Regions from separate parts of the Zea mays genome. Here region 1 is linked to region 2. A link is a contact called in public Hi-C data. All regions are on one chromosome and are shown on one strand. Each heading gives the region's core, a stretch centred on a gene start, on an enhancer-like site or on the middle of the called end of the contact. The rest is flanking DNA. Distances are from core to core; before and after follow the strand shown.

Region 1 (2,700 bases), core at 201-2,700, 290 kb before region 2:
GATGATGAAGAGGAGCTCGGAGGCGAACAAGAATGATGGCAGTGGCATGGTCAGTGGAGAGAAGAGGACATAACTACAAAGGAAGGACGAGGATAATAAGAGGAAGCTCGGCAAGCGACAAATCAAAGAGAGGGGTGGTGGGGAGGGCAAATTGCTGCCAACGAGAGAGAACTCCAATGACAATAATGAGGTAGTGGAGGATAGAGTTAGGGCTAGGGTTTGCGAGGGCTGATAGTATCTTAAATGGATGAGAGGAAGCAGGGGCACAGTCGACATTCTGTTGTGGCCACTAGCATGGTATCCACAATGGTAGCAAGCATTTGATGGATGATGTCGCAAGTGGCCAATTGAAGGAAGGGGAGGGGAGCTGGAAGAGGCACACACTCAATGATGAGCGAGCCAGTGTGATAGCAATGGTGCTCCATGCGGCTAATGGGCGAATGGGCGGGTCCTTGGAGCGAGCGACATAGGGAGAAAGGGAGTGGGCGCATGCCGAATGTCAGGCAAGCCTAGGATGTCAACAACAGAGAAGGGAGGGGATTTTTAAATTTAAACTCATGATAATGGTTTCTACAAAGTTCACTCAAAATGACCATTAGAGAGATAAAATTGAGAGGATATCATTTTAGACAAAATCATTTATAGTTATCTAGTGTCACTCATGATAATATTTTCAAATTGAGCTCTTTGATGTCTAGGTCATCAGCTACATGGGACCTTTCCCAATGTCATATGATTACAAATCAAGTTATCTAGTGTCACTTGTGAGACCAATATTTCTACTCCCTCCATCCCAAAATATAATTCGTTTTAGACTAAACTTCATTATATAATTTTATCTCAGTTTAATCAAACCACCTTACTCCACAGAACACTCATGGCCGATAAAAGATAAAAAAACGTGGATATGCAACGTCTTTATTTTTTCTTCCATCCTTCATCTCCATTTTCAGCGTGTTGAGGTTTTGCATCATATAGTCTATGTCATCTTATCTTCATGGCCTTCATGTAGCTCACTTCTACCACTTAATCTTTCATGTATTTTATAAAATTATTAGTTTACAGTTATTGTTATTAGTTATCAAAGCTCAAATGTATCTACTGCTTCTATCTGCAAAAAAAAATGAAAAATCAAATGATTTATAGTTTGACCAAACATTATATAGAAATATGCCTAGAAATATACTAATATCTATGGTACAAAATAAGTATCCATGAGTTGATTTATTGTGGCACATCTAATTAAAAATATAAATGTTGATATAAATTACTATAAAACTTCGGTTAAAATTGAACTAATTTGATCTGGTATGTATTACTCCGCACATCCACGGATTTTAGTATAAGCCAAGTGTAACCAACCCAGCTCGACCCAGGGAAGCTTCACCTGATCACCCTTCAAACAAATCACTCTTCGCTCCGGCTCCGACTCGCACTCTTTCCCCTTCCCTTCCCTTCCCACTCCCAGGCTCCCACTCTCACCCCTTCCGCCTACCCACGCAAACGGCACACGAACTAACAGCCACCTCTCACGTCCCCCACCCTCTGGTTCATGTCCTGCTGCTCCCCATGTCGCCTCCACTCGAGCTCGACTACATAGGCCTCTCGCCGCCGGCGGCAGCCGCCGCCGCTGAAAACGACGAACTGAAGGGTACTGAGCTCCGCCTCGGGCTGCCAGGGTCCGGGTCGCCGGACCGCCGTGTCGTGGCTGCCACCGCGACCACCCTGGACCTGCTCCCGGCCAAGGGCGCCAAGCGCGGGTTTTCTGACGAGGCGCCCCCGCCATCGCCTGTTGCCACTGCCGGAAAGGGAAAGAAGGTGGCAGAAGAGGAGTACGACGAGAAGAAGGTGGCAGCGACCCCGCAGCCGGCCGCCAAGTAGGTCGAATGTGGAAGTGGATCTTGGGGTTTTGCCGCCTCAAACGAAAAAAGGGGAAGGCTTGGGGCTTTGCGCTGCCAGCGCGTTCATCTGCCGTTCTTGGGACTGCGGCCACTAGTGGTTTGCAAATTGTTTGTGATTGTTGCCCCTTTGTTGGGGGGTCTTTGGGTGCAAGTTCTCTGCTATTTGGGAAATCTTGCTGGGCCTTTTGAGTTTATGACATTTGCAGGTTCTATAACAGAAAATTATCTTTGGAAATTCTGTGCTTTTCAGGGAAACAAAAGAGTAGGAGGAGTTGAAAAGGGGACTGAATTGCATGTCAGAGGGATCTCTGTTGGCGTGATATTTTCGATTTGTGTACTCTTCTTTGGGTGGGAATTTCAGTTTATCTTGGGGCCTAGAGGAGGGAAACTAAAGTTGCAGCTTTGTGGTGTTCTTTTTAAATTCCCACTTTTCCTCCAAATTCTCTACTTTCGAAAATGCGCTCTTTCAATTTATCTTTCAGAATCCTTGCTTTGTTTTTCACTTTTTCTTGCTTGCTCAAGCTCTTCTCATCTTCTTCTCTGCTCTCCCTGCTTTGTTTTTGTTGTATTTTGTACAAAACATTTTGATCCGTCATTATCTTGCTCAAATTCTGTAACTTTCATCCCAAAGTTCGCCAGAATTCGTTTCTTTTTTATTTTGTTACCAGTAGAGCATCTCCTGATCTACCTCTTCGTCGTGTTTGGTAAAGACTATTGAGCTCAGGTGTGTTGCGTTGTGCAGAGCACAGGTGGTGGGATGGCCACCAGTCTGCAACTACCGCAAGAACACGATGACTAC
Region 2 (2,700 bases), core at 95-2,594:
ATCTCCAACAATTTTATCTAAATTTGATTCTCTAAATTATTATTTGGAGATTCATTTGCATAAAATTTACTTTCTATATTATTTTAGTTTCTAACAGCTTTTCTATATATTTTTTGCACTTTAGAGAGTCATTCACGTTTTCTATATTTGGCTAGCGAAAAACCCGAAATAGAAAATGACTATATTTAGATAATCATTTAGATAAGCTGTTGGAGGATTTAGATAAGTTGTTGGAGGGTATTTTTTTTAAAAAACTCAATTTATATCAGACCATGTTTGGTTTCTTTAGGGGGTGTTTGGTTTATAGGGACTAATGTTTAGTCCCTTCATTTTATTCCTTTTTAGTATATAAATTGTTAAATATAGAAACTAAAATAAAGTTTTAGTTTCTATATTTGGTAATTTTAGAACTAAAATGGAATAAAACGTAGGGACTAAACATTAGTCCCTACAAACCAAACACCCCCTTAGTCTAGGGACTAAAGTTTAGTTAGGGGACTAAAGTTTAGTCCCTAACATGTTTGGTTCTATGGGCTAAAAATAGTAAGAATATACTAAATGACTCATAAGAAGACTAAAATAGCATTTAACATTCTCCTGTTATTAGTACAATTGAACTAAATGAGGGGTAAATGTGAAATTAATATGGTTTAGTCTCTTTTAGCACATATGTGAAGGACTAAATACGAAATCATTTTAGTCCATATTTTAGTCCTAGTGTTTGGTAAAAAAAGGACTAAATGAGACTAAAAACTAGAGACTAATCTTTAGTCTCTAACCAAACACCCCCTCAATTAGAAAGAAGATGAAACCCTTTTAGAGCTGCTCTTAGCTAGACTGTTTAAGCGTCTTTAGATAATTTTAGAAGTTAACTAAATATTTCATCCGTTTTTTAGTTATCGCTGGATAGTTTAATTTTATAGTATTTAATGATAAATAAAACGAAACGGAGGTAGTATGAATCCAACCTGATGCCGTGTGCTACTGCTACCTGTCCGTCAGCAACGCCTCCTGCGCTCTTGGGTTGGCGTGTCACAGAATTAGTCCGGCCCATTGGATCCCAGCCCGTTTCACGTCTTCACACCGCAGCCCACCGCACCTGCCCCACCAGCTATCCTTCAGCCCAAGGAATGAACGACAACTCCCTTCCGCTCTGCGGTCCCCGCGTGCCAGAGACAGTAAAACCGTCTCCGGTCCACGGACCCGGTGCACGATACCCACCCGCTCGGTAGGCGCGAAGATTTGGCGCCAAGCCGCCGCCTTCTTTCCCGCCAAGACCACTCCCCACCTGCCGTCGCCTTCTTCTTCCCCAACCCTATTACAAACCCTGGTTCAGACGACAGTGCCAATCTCCAACTCATACCCCTATTCCAGACCCTGATTCTTCCACAAGGGGGCAGTTGTCGGTGATGGAGGCGTTCGGCGGGTTCTTCGTGGACGAGAAGGCAGCGCGGGTGGAGAACATCTTCCTCGAGTTCCTGAAGCGGTGAGCCAGTCGCGCCGCCGCTGCCGCCTCCGGATCAGCCATTTGTATGTCTTCCTCCTTTAGGTTCTGCCCGTCTGACTGAGGCGGTGGGGATGGTGTTCTTGGATTATGCAGATTCAAGGAGTCTGATGGCGCGGGGGAGCCGTTCTACGAGGCGGAGATGGAGGTGATGCGGTCGCGGGAGTCCACTACCATGTACGTAGACTTTGCGCACGTCATGCGCTTCAACGACGTCCTCCAGAAGGCCATCTCTGAGGAGTACCTCAGGTCAGACTAGAGTTCCTTTTACATTTTGGTGTGACCTGGTGGAAACTGTATCTGTGAAACTAAAGGTGATAGGTTTGGTTCAGTTACTCGAATTTAAGATTGAAATTGGTCCGAATTCTTATGTTTTGATTGGAGACAGTTGGAGAAATGGGGATGGGGCGATTTGGTTAACCTCTGGTCTGGGAGTTTCTTCGTTAGATTTCAGGACAATCAACTGGACAAAGAAATACAGTACTAGTTTGTTATCGGCTTTCAGTATCCTGTTTATGTGTTCTTTCATTATACTTAATTAGAAAAATAGTATCTTTGCTACACTTTGAACTTCAATTTGCAACCTTTGTAATATGTCAAAGTAAGCCCAATCTTTTATTTATTCAGGTTTGAACCGTACTTGAGGAATGCATGCAAGAGGTTTGCGTTGGAGCACCGGGCTGGCGAGAACCGTGCCCCGCTCATCTCAGATGATAGCCCCAACAAAGATATCAACATTGCTTTCTATAACATCCCGATGCTGAAAAAGTAGAGCCTACTGCCCCTGGTTTATCTTGTATTTGTTTTGTTTTCAATTTTAGGAGAAGAAAATGCTATTTTCTTGTGATTTAGCATGTTTCATGGATTGTGCAAAGCGATTGTCTTTAGCAATCCTAAGATAAATTCTACGTGGATGCTTAACTGCAAGATAGTGAACCAAAATTTGACCGGAATTACTGTTATGCAGACTGAGAGAGCTTGGGACAGCCGAAATTGGTAAGCTCACATCAGTAATGGGTGTTGTGACACGGACAAGTGAAGTGCGGCCTGAACTATTGCAAGGAACCTTCAAATGTCTCGACTGTGGGAATGTTGTGAAGAATGTGGAGCAGCAGTTCAAGTACACTGAGGTATTACGTCTGAAAATGTATCCCATTATCTTTTCACTAATGCATTGTGTGTAATGATGGGTTCTT

What was found. Hi-C and Micro-C count contacts between places; a contact is called where the count stands out from the background.
Region 1: a Hi-C map of leaf shows a contact between it and region 2, with 5 times the contacts expected there. The contact joins the promoter of LOC100274569 here to the promoter of LOC542206 in region 2. A contact is called at or near these places in 3 of 25 Hi-C or Micro-C datasets (ear, endosperm and leaf).

Annotation. Positions count from the first base shown.
Region 1 is chr8:113,348,502-113,351,201 of Zm-B73-REFERENCE-NAM-5.0, reverse strand. It overlaps LOC100274569, which reads left to right and starts at 1,450. Exons shown (of 5, transcript NM_001358397.1): 1 at 1,450-1,877; 2 at 2,644-2,700. The coding sequence starts at 1,570.
Region 2 is chr8:113,060,503-113,063,202 of Zm-B73-REFERENCE-NAM-5.0, reverse strand. It overlaps LOC542206 (minichromosome maintenance protein), which reads left to right and starts at 1,344. Exons shown (of 18, transcript NM_001111819.1): 1 at 1,344-1,486; 2 at 1,601-1,753; 3 at 2,132-2,272; 4 at 2,472-2,634. The coding sequence starts at 1,410.